Linked DNA regions of Mus musculus: all the other regions are linked to region 1. Evidence: chromatin contacts called from public HiChIP or PLAC-seq and promoter capture Hi-C data. All regions are on one chromosome and are shown on one strand. Each heading gives the region's core, a stretch centred on a gene start, on an enhancer-like site or on the middle of the called end of the contact. The rest is flanking DNA. Distances are from core to core; before and after follow the strand shown.

Region 1 (3,590 bases), core at 684-3,183:
CCTCAACCTCCCTCTTCTCCCTCCCTTTGCCTCTATGAGGGTGCTCCCCCCATCCTCTCCCTCCTCACCCCTCCAGCATCCCCCTACACTGGGGCATCAAACATCCACAGGACAAGGACCTCCCTTCCCATTGATGCCAGATAGGACAATCCTCCGCTACCTATGTATCTGGAGCCACGGATCCCTCTCTGTACACTCCTTGGTTGGTGGTTTAGTCCCTGAGAGCACTGGGTGGTCCAGCCAGCTGATGTTGTTCTTCCTATGGGGTTGCAATCCCCCTTAGCTCCTCCAGTCCTTCCCACCTGGGTACCTGATGTACAACACACTTAAGGTTTGATTGATGTTCAACCCACTTAACGTCTTGTACTTTTACAAAGTTCTAGACATTTATTTATTTATTTCTATTTTTAAAGGTTTTTTTTGAAGTTTTAATTTTATGTATATGGGTATTTTGCCTGCATGTATGTCAGAAGAGGGAATCAGGTCCCCTAGAACTGAAGTCATCAGCAGGTTTGAGCCACCTTGTGGGTGCTGGGAATTTGAACCCAGGTCCTCAGCAAGAGCAGCCAATGCTCTTAGCCATCTCTCCAGCCCCTACAATCATAGTTTTTATATTAATCTAATAAAATTGGTCTATGTGACTACCAAGATTCTATTAGAACTATAAAGTATATTAGAAAGCCTGCAATATCAGTGTGTGAGGAGCCTCTTCAGCATTTTAAAACATGTTATAGCACAACATCATGAAACTCAAGTCTATGTTCCTTACTGTACGAAGTGCCTTGGCCAGAAATTACATCAGGTACTTGAGAGGTTCTTTTGTACTCCCTCCCAGTCACTGCCGACTTTGAGCTTTAGACAGAGCAGCAGGCCAGGGTGCACACTTAGAGGTCTAGCTATTTTGATGGGTTACTCTCATTTATTTCCCAATCTGAAATTCTCTTTATTTCGCCCCTTTAGTGCAGAACTGGTGGACTTGAAGGGTTTTTATAATCCTAGCTACTAGAACAATGGACGGGAGGTACTATCTCATGAAGGAGATGAACCTAAATGTAGTTTATTCTTAGCCATTTCATACGCCCATAGTAAATAAATCAGGTCAGTTGACCTCTGAGCTTCAGCGGAATCAACAGCAGTCTGGCTGCTCTAGTTCAGTCTAACGAGATTTTAGAGTAAGAGTCCGTTTCCTTAAAACAGTGTTAGAAAAGAATAGGATGTAGGCTTCAGAGACTCGCTGGCATCTCTGAGAGCCATGAGGCAGTGGGGAAGTCACTCGACCCCTTTTATTCCCACCTCCAAGGAAACTGAACCAGTTTCTACTGTACAGAGGCATATGGGGGGGGGGGGGACTCTGCCCCTTTGCTTTCTGAACTGTAGGTCGGGCAGTTGAGGGTCCAAGAGAAGGTTCAGGCAAGGAAGGTCTTGCGGTGTAGCAGTCTGGTCGTCGTGTCTTTTGGAGAGCAGTGTCTTTGGCACTTTTGCACTTGATAGAGGGTTCCAGAGCTATGAAACGAAAGGGAGTGGGGCGGGGCTTCCAGGGCCCAAGTGTAGCCCACCATTCTTTAGGCTTTTCGCTGTTGACTTTTACAAATCACCTTTCTACTTTGAAGGCCAGAAACAGCAACAGCAGCAGCAACAACAACAACAAGCTAAGGATAACGAGGTGAGGGCGGCCAAGGAGAGTTCTCAGCCATTGCTTGCTCTTCCTGGTCCGCCCTTACCCCCACATCCCAGCTTAGGGGTACCACGCTTGTTCCAGCCCGTGATTTAAGCCTCGGGTTCCCAATTGCTCACGCGTCTTTCGTCCGTGAAGCCGCCTTGGTGTGAGTTCAAGTTCGTGCTGCCACAGAGCCTGATGACACGCCCCCTCGCACGCGCCCCGCTCCGCCCTGGGGAGGCCGGGCGCCCCCCAGCCCCGCGCTCTGACGGGCTCCCCTCCCAGCGCCGAGCACTTGGCCCTGGCAGACGCCCCAAGATTGTTGTGAGGAGTCTAGCCAGTTGGTGAGCGCTGTAATCTGAACCAGCTGTGTCCAGACCGAGGCCCCATTTGCATTGTTTAACATACTTAGAAAATGAAGTGTTCATTTTTAACATTCCTCCTCCAATTGGCTTAATGCTGAATTACTGAAGGGGGTTAAGCGAAACCAGGTGCCGGCGGCGAGGGCTCTGCAGTGGCTCCCAGCACCCGGCACTGTCCCGGCCCTCCGCGCTGCCCGCTCGGCCCCTCCGGAACCAAGCCGCCCCAGTCCCACCGCAGAGCCTGCCTTCCTCGCGTCGCTTCTCCTCCCGCGCATCTTGGATATGCCAGGATTAAAAAGGTAGGTTGGAAGGCGCCAGGAACTGTCTCCAGGCTTGAGAAACCTAACTCCAGACCTGATGGGTGGAAAATAGCTATGGCTGAGATTCCGCCTGTGTCAGGGCACTGGAAAAGACTTTTAGCTAGTGATGCAATGACCCTGTTAATTACAAAAAGCTGCGCCCATCTCAAAGTCTTCGTTTGGGAGTGGGGATTTTTCTAACAGCGTCAGGAGTCAGCATCTCGAGAGAGGCAGCAGACAACCTCTCTAGGTCATTTCTCTTTCTTTTTGGAAAGGGCAGCAACGTTGTGCGCAGTTTATAAACTATCACACTACATGTTTTTTAAATTTGGGAGACTGCTGACTACGGCACCAGCAATTGCTTTGCTGCAACGGCTGTGAGACAAGCAGAAGTCTCCGAACACTTCTGTCTGCGTTTGCTCTATGTGTGTGATTTACAGAGGGAATGGGACCTAGAAGTTTCGAGCCAATGCACAGTGGACTCTGCAGACAGAGACGCATGTAAGCAAATGTTTTGCTGTTCTTTGCGGAAATTGCAATTCCAGTCAAGTAATCCTTGAGCCTTGAGGAAGTTTAAGGATGACATCTGTTCTCCCTTTCTCCAGTGTCTCTTGAAAATATAGCTGCCCTGCATAGATCTACACACTTTCTCTGTGTGTGTTTGCATGTGGGAGGGGTGCATGCATGCGAATACAAACCGAGCCTCATTATGGTAAGCCATAGTTAATATTACCATCCCACATCTCTGACCAGCAATGTCTGTCACTGACAGACAGTTGGAGGGTCTGTCCTCCTCCTCCTCCTCCTCCTCCTCCTCCTCCTCCTCCTCCTCCTCCTCTTTTGGATGGTGGACCCAGATTCAAAAGAAAAGGGTTGAGACAGTTTCTCCTCCCCAGTATTAATTATACTTCAATTTTGGTATGATTTCTTTCTGGAAAGCTTCTCTGTTAGCCTAGAGATTATTTGGCCCCCAGGACCCAGCCATAGCTCTTCCAGGAGGCTGGGCTTGGAGCTGGCCAGCCCTGGTCTGGCTTTCGCCAAAAGGAATGGGGAGTGGGGTAGGGGGAGAAGCCGGTAGGGTTAGCATGCCTTTTCCAGTCTCTCTCAAACTGTACTGCATACAGTCAAGCTGCTCTGTCTCCAACATAAACGAGACGGGATTTTATAACCACCTGAAAGGAAACTTCATGAGAAGAAACAGGAAAACATTGAAATTCATAATCTACAGACTGGAAAATAAATTTGTTATTGTTCTCTTATTCCTTCCAGATA
Region 2 (3,590 bases), core at 273-2,772, 100 kb after region 1:
GAGACCCCTATGAAAAGGCATGACAGGAGTCTCGTATAACTGGACAGGCTTCATCCAGCAATGGACCAAAAGAGATGCAGATACCTATAGCCAAATATTGCATGCAGATGGGGAACACTTATGGAAGAGTTAGGAAGGATTGAAGGCCCTGAAGGGGAAGGGGACACCACAGGATGACCAACAGAGTCAACTAACCTGGACCCCTGGAGCTCTTAGAGATTGAGCCACCAACCAAAGAACACACAAGGTCTGGAACAAGGCTCCAAGTCCATATGTAGCAGACAGGATGCCTTGTTTGACCTCAGTGTGAGAGGATGCTCCTAATCTGGCAGAGACTTGATGTGCCAGGGTGGTGGGGGAGACTCAAAGGGAGCATCCTCTTAAAGGAGAAAGGAAGGGGAGATGGGGGTAGGGACTCAATGAGGGAGGGATTGGGAAGGGGAGCAGCATTTGGGATGTAAATTAAAAAAAAGGGGTGGGTGATACATGGCCTTGTAGTTGACACAGGCAGTAGAAGACACAAAACAACCATAGTGAAGAGACTTGAACTGAATCTGAAAAATTTTAGTTTATGTTATTAATTTACATGCATGGTGTTTTGCCTTCATGTGTAAGTCTGCTCACAGAGGCCAGAAGAGGGTGCTGGATCCCCTGCAACTGGAGTTATAGATAATTGTGAACTTCGAGTCCCGTCTCCTCCCCCCCCCCCCCGGGGGCGCTGGGAATCAAATCCCAGTTGTCTTTAAGAAAACCACTGAAAGGTCTTTTCAGTTTATAATTAAACGTTTTATAAAGCATTAAAAGTCACAAAAAAACCAACTTCTCTGTTTTGAAAAAAGGGTACAGAGACAGCTCCAGCAAAAAGACTGAGTTTTAGGGGAGCCAAATTCAGAGTTCATCAGGCCAGTAGCTTTCCCTCTTTCCTTCTCCTTTTGTTTCACTCAGCACACTTCAAGTTCTGCCTGGTTGGGTTTGGTCTTTCAGGAGTGAGGATGCCCCAGGTCTTCAAGCTAGGTCCTGCTTAGAAACCAAGACAGCTGGAGCACTATTGTTCTAGGTGCTGAAAGTCCCACTCTGAGGGGCGGAGCGGACGCGAGGAGGGGCGGGGCTGTCCTGGGAGGCGGGAATTCTGAGGTGGTGGGGAAGGGTACCTGTTTGAGTGAGTGAGTGAGTGAGTGAGTGAGTGAGTGAGTGAGTGAGTGAATGAGTGTGTGTGTGTGTGTGTGTGTGTGTGTGTGTGCGCGCTTGCTTGCTTGCTTGCTTGTGTGTTTTCTCCGTAGGGCAGGGAAGCATGAGAGGAGGGGGAGTAGCAACTTAAGAGCGTTGACCCGGCTTCCCCAAGGAGGGCCGGGGCTGTCCTGGAGACCGGTACCTCTGGGGTGGAGGAGGGGCACCTGACGGGGTGAGGGGCGTGGTGAGGTTTTGTTGGTCCTGAGCGAGCCGGGGCCCACAGGGCCGTGAGGGGCGGGGAAAGGGGCGTGGCCGCGTGAGGTGCTGGGAGGAGCTGAGCGCTGCTGTGTCAGTTACAGGTAGGCAGCCGGAGCGGTGGGACTCCTCCTTGGCGGTGGGTGCCGCGAGGGCGCCCGCCCCTCGAGAGCCCTGAGTGAAGGCGCCGGGAGGAGCGCCAGACCGCGGCGACGCAGGTGTGTCTCTCGCTCCGGGCGGGCTTCTGGGGGCTGTGGGGCGCGTGCGAGAGCGGCCTCTGCCCGCGGGCTTCTGGCCGAGGTGCAACGCAGCCGGGTGCTTTCAGTCTCTGAGACTCTTTAGCGTCCGTCCGTCCGTCCAGGCTCGCGGTGGCGTAGGTGCGCCGGCTGTTCCCGAGAGCCCATCGGACGCCTGCGGTGCGGAGGCCGGTTCCCTCCGCGAGGCTGGGCGGGTGGCCTCAGTGAGACGCCGGACCGCGGCCGCCCTGGCGCCGACCCGAGCCTGCCCCTGTCCGCTCGGGTTCGCGAGCCTCAGGTGCGCTCCGGTCTGTGAGAGGCGAGCGAGGCAGCAGCCTCGGGACTTTACCTGCGAAGCTTTGGAGCTGCGAAAGGGTGTCAAGTGCCAGTTTCCCATTTCTTTTTGCACTTCTCAATATGGTTTCTACCTCATATGTGCTTTTTCTTTCTCTCTCACGCTCTACTATGATTTTCCTTCAATATAGGGAGATAGAATAGTTAAGTTGTGGGATAGATACCAAACCAAACATTTGTTTAGAATATTTTAAAGGAAGGATATTTTAAAGGAAGAATATTTTAAAGGAAGAGCATATAGTTTTTGCTTTTGTAATTAAAATATTTTTTGGTAGGCAACCGGTAGAGTTGTATCTTCCCTTTTACCGTAACAGAATCTACAGCAACCCCCATTTTTTCCTACATGTTTAATATTCAACTTGATTAAAACCATTTCTAGAAGGAAGTTAATAGTATTTGGGTCTGAGATTCGAGGGCATTTGTTTTTTTATCATTCCCTTTGTAATTGTTTTTCAGTACAGATTGCTAGTGAACATTTTGCCCTTATAACTAGGAGAGAGTACTTTTTTATCCTTCACAAAAATTTAACTAGGTCTTGAACTTTGGTTCATTTGAATTATAATTATTCACGAATAGAACTTATTGATGAAGAAATTAACTCAGGTTGAGAGAAAACAAGTTAAGGTTCCTTTAGGACATCTGGCAGTGTTGTCTAGCTGGCAGCAAGATTTATCGGTAATAGGTTTTTCTGAAGCTAGACTCAGAAATTGTGTAAGGGTATAAAAGACCGTTTAAGTAGGTACAGAATCAGAAGAGAGAAAGACCACAGAAATTATGAATATTTTAAGTGATGGGTACAGGCAACCAAGGAGACTGAAGAGGCTTTGAGAAAAAAGAGAAATTCTAGAAGACAGTGGAAATAGGAATCAGGAGAGGAGAGTTTTAATGAAGTGTTCAAGTGACATGAGTCAAATGGATTAGGAAATAAAGTACCTATTGACTTTAGTAACTAGTGGAGAGGGTCTTTGCTTTCAGCATACGTAATTTGAGTCAAATAGTAAGGGCAGAAGCCAAACTTGAATTAATTTGAGTTGTAAATAGAGGATAAAGAAGTAGAAAATAGTGAGTGTAGAATCTATATTTTGAGAAAAATTAGGAACAGTGACAACAATGGCTATTAGAAGGGAGTTTATTGTGAAATTGGAAAGAATATAAAGACCATAGAATAGCTTTTTGTTAAAATCCATTTTCTTCTCTCAAACTTTGGAAACTGAGAACAAGTAGCTGATCACAATGAATAGCACTATTTATAAATTGTGAATAATGATATTTTAGTACTGCATCTTGTATATTGGGTTCAGGAGTTGCTATTAGTATTTAAACTACAATTCAGATTGTATTTAACTTGAAGTCCAGTACTATGATACTTTAAACTTGCTTTTGGGTCATTTGACTTCTGCAGGTATGTCCTAATGATTCTCCTAGATGTCTTATGTGGAAATCAGGTCACAATTGCTGCATATATTAGTTAGAGCCTTGGGTTTAATAAGCATTTACAGGAAATGCTCTTGGATTACAACTTCTGTTCTGATTTCCATTTGAAGTTTTGTTATTATTCTACACTTCAGATGAGTA
Region 3 (3,590 bases), core at 685-3,184, 78 kb after region 1:
TCTCCCTCCCTCCCCCGCCTCTTCCTTCAAAACTGCATAACGTCATTCAGCATGAGCCCCAGGTGGAGATGTTAAAGACTCAGCAGTGTGCACTGGAGGGCAGCTTGCTTGGAATCATGAGTGGCAGCAGTTGAGAAGGGAACTGGATGCAGATGAGAGGCTGAGGCCCATGATGCTTGCACATCTGGACTCTCTCATGGCAGCCAGAGTAGTTCCTTGCACTTTGGGCTAGTTTTATTTATTTATTTATTTTTACTGTTTATAACATGCATTTGTTGGAGAGTATATGAGAAGGGGGAGGGATGTAAAATGAGATGGTCTGAGTTCACCAGGACAATTCTTTGATCTACAGAGCCACATACACTTATGGAAGTAAAATTTCTTCATTTCCTCACAGTTGAGCAGGCAGTGGCTTCCAGAGTGAGTGATGAGGAATTTTAGTTATTATCCCCCCACCCCAAAAGAATGAATTCTGAAATGGGCAAAAATGATTAGCAGCCAAATATGAAAACTGAAAATTGCGTTAAACATGCTACTACCTAACTTCCTGAAACATCATTTGCTTGCAATTCAGGGAAATAAATGTTCTTCAGCCATGTTCCCCTGGAAACATACTGCATTTATTCTCCCCAGCAAAGGTCACACGACACGGTGACACATGGACAATGGATCTTTTGATATGGCTTTTGGTCTCGTGTCCATCCCCAGCCTACAGCATGTCTCCAGTCTAACGTCCTTTGCTAGCTTTTATTTCAAGGGATCTAAGAGTCATGTGGTCACTCGGTAGGATGAGGCCAGGAGAGATCTAATTGAGGTCACCTTTCGTAACTTTACATGAGGATTTGGTAAAGTAAGTGGCGTGATAAGGGACAGCTGAGCCATAGAATGGCTGGAAGTGTATGGCAATGCAACTCAGAACCAGAGAGTTTCAGAAGGCTTCGGTGGGAAGTCATGACTGCCTCTTCAGCCACATGCTAGTGTTGCATAGAGAACCTCAAGGGACTCTGGGCTCTGATGTTTGTTAGAACTATGGCCACAGCCTAAGTATTGGTAGCTCTGGGAGCAGTTGGAGCACTTGTTGGTTACACTAAATGCACAACTCTTTCCCACTCCTACTCCATGACTTCTCTGCTCTTCTTTCTTTCCCAAACTTTTATTGAGCACCTGAACCCTTCTAGGTGCTTAATCATGCCCCAAAGGGCTGGTGTGTTATTTTTGTCCTTGGTCTCCTTTTAAAAACTCACTAGCTTACCTCACACCTTTCATCCTGTCCCCTCCTTCACCTCTCTGTTTGCCCTCCTTCATGTCTCTGTTATTCGTAACTCAAAAGTCAGCTAAGGACACCTGACCACTATAAGATCTAGAGAATGTCGCTGTGATTTCTTTGTCTCATGCCCTGTGGAAATGGAGACCTTTCATAGTTCCAAAGCCCCACAGAAGATGCAGGGCAGCCATGATTTCTGTAGCCTTTTTGGACTCCAAAGCCTCAACTTTTCTTGAATTCCTTTCGTTCTTAAGCCCATCACCTATTAAGAGATTCTTACCAGTGGACCCCGATGTGACATGATACTTCTTGCTTGATTTCTACAAAGACAACATGAATAGTGTCCTCCATAATTCATGTCTACTTGGAACCTGGGGGTGTAAACCTAGTGGAATGGGGTGTTAGCACACTTGCTTGGTCAAATGAAGACAATTTTCTAATGGGATAGGATGAACCTTTAACCCAGTCCTGAAGTCCTTACAAGAGGAGTAGACAGCCAGAGAGATTTAGAGAGAAAGGGGCAGCATGAAGGCTGGGCAGAGCTGGAGTGTCAGCTATATGCCAAGAACATTGGGGACTTCTGGGAGTTATCAGAGTTAGGAAGAGGCAGGGAGGAACTTTCAAGCCTTCAGAGGATTGTTGCCATACAGACAAATTGACTGGGGGATGTTTAGCCCTCGGCATTGTAAGAGATTACATTTTTGTTGTTTTGAGCTGCCCAGTGTGTGACACTGTCATGACAACCTCAGAAAACAAACACACACCATGCTTATCTGGGTGTGTGGCCAACTTCCCCGAGGAGTTGGGAGTGCAGGGCAATGACATTTTAGCTTTCCACTCCTGTTTTCTACTGGCTTCCTCTTCCACTACCCATCCTTCCCTCTCCCCTATTTAACTTTCCCCTTCATTTCTCCTTCCTCTGAGGGCTCCAGGCTTCTGATTCATCTAACTCTACTCTGAAGGATTCAAGATCGCAACCTAATATTTAGGTCAAAGCCTCCCAGGATGCTAGGTTGCACCAAGGTCCTCTGTGAAGAATAGCAAAGGCAGACAAGGGCTTTAAAAACTGTTCACATCATCTCTCTCCTCGTGGCAGATATAACCATTCTCTACTTCCTGTTTTTCATCTGTTCAGAGAGGCAATGTTACAGAGAGTTCAAGTTACACAGAGTGGAAGTCAAGAAAACAGTCTGTCAGTCATGGCTGACTATACTGTTTCCTGTTCTAGATGCTGCCCTTAGGAAGAGTTTGACGCAGTAGCTATCAATCTGTGGGTCATGCCCTTTTCACAGGGGTCACATATCAGCTATCCTGCATATCAAATATTTACACTATGATTCATAGCAGTAGCAAAGTTACAATTATAAAGTAACAACAAAATAATTGTGTGGTTAGAGGTCACCACATGAGAGCTGTGTTAAAGGGCTGCAGCATTACGTACTAAAGGAATTTAAGAAGTTACTCTTTCTGGGATGAACACTCTAGAAGACCACCCTTTAGCTTTCTTCCTTAAAACCTTTTCCAGTTAGTTTGTTTTTTCCCCAATGTTGAATGAGAGTCTTTTATGTTCTATTTCCACTGTCTTCTCTGTATTTGATCTCATCTGTGTCTACATGCAGAGAGATTTGTATTGAAATTTGACCATATTTTTCATTTTGTTTTCTCAATCATTGTTATTTCTAAAACTTGTTGGGGGAATATTTTTCTTTCCAATTAAAAAAAAAAATAAGACTTAAGGAAAATGAAGCCCAACATCATCTGCATTTGCATGGCAGAGCTGACCTTAACCCTGGGATGTTCCCTTCCTGCAAAATCCATGTTTTTTTTTTTCTTTTTCAAATGAGAGCTGCTGGTTTTAGCCTGGAATAGCTGCTGGCCAGCCTGAACCAGGAACTTTGAGTATACAAGCTTGACTCTGTTTTGAAATCATACCATGTTTAAATAGGTTTCTATTTAATCAAGGTTATTAATCAGTTTGGAGAACTCTGTATCTTGACTCTGGCTTCAGAAAAATAGCCTTAGTAGGTTACATGAATATTTTGAAACTCTGTCTTTACTTTTTTTTTTAATTCAATAAAAGTTTGCACAAACAATGCATCCCACAGGAGAAACTTATGCCAGATCCCAGATGTCTACCACATTTGCTTGAGATATTAGAGTTCATGGCCTCTTGTGCTTATTAAACCAAAATATGTAAGCCCATAGAAATGATTTTTAATAAGCAGGAGTCAGGCTGAATTCTGGGCAACCACAGCACTTCAACCAATGTTCTCATAGCAGATTTTCATGTGTGTGTATGTGTGTATGTGTGTGTGTGTGTGTAAAT

Evidence for each region. Promoter capture Hi-C pulls out the DNA fragments that hold promoters and counts their contacts. HiChIP or PLAC-seq counts read pairs in DNA pulled down with a chosen protein or histone mark.
Region 2: a contact with region 1 is called in a promoter capture Hi-C map of embryonic stem cells, with 2.6 times the contacts expected there. The contact joins the promoter of Tc2n here to the promoter of Fbln5 in region 1. A contact is called at or near these places in 9 of 39 promoter capture datasets (cranial neural crest, embryonic stem cells, frontonasal cranial neural crest and 3 more), 5 of 484 Hi-C or Micro-C datasets (brown adipocytes, embryonic stem cells and palatal mesenchyme) and 1 of 9 other capture datasets (adipose tissue).
Region 3: an H3K27ac HiChIP or PLAC-seq map of heart atrium shows a contact between it and region 1, with 2.6 times the contacts expected there. The contact joins the enhancer-like site here to the promoter of Fbln5 in region 1. A contact is called at or near these places in 10 of 39 promoter capture datasets (the 3T3-L1 cell line, cranial neural crest, embryonic stem cells and 4 more), 2 of 484 Hi-C or Micro-C datasets (nephron progenitors and spermatogonial stem cells), 1 of 115 datasets of contacts at active chromatin or transcription factors (heart atrium) and 1 of 9 other capture datasets (adipose tissue).

The regions. Positions count from the first base shown.
Region 1 is chr12:101,817,462-101,821,051 of GRCm38.p6, reverse strand. It overlaps Fbln5 (fibulin 5), which reads left to right and starts at 1,933. Exons shown (of 11, transcript NM_011812.4): 1 at 1,933-2,318. The coding sequence starts at 2,302.
Region 2 is chr12:101,716,455-101,720,044 of GRCm38.p6, reverse strand. It overlaps Tc2n (tandem C2 domains, nuclear), which reads left to right and starts at 1,522. Exons shown (of 12, transcript NM_001082976.2): 1 at 1,522-1,643.
Region 3 is chr12:101,739,120-101,742,709 of GRCm38.p6, reverse strand. No RefSeq gene overlaps it. Among named protein-coding and RNA genes, the nearest start is that of Tc2n, 22 kb to the right of the region's middle. Within about 2 kb of position 1,934, at least 14 of the 459 cell types and tissues checked have an H3K27ac peak or open chromatin away from gene starts, as enhancers often do. A contact at or near this core is called in adipose tissue, heart atrium and liver, where this site is marked.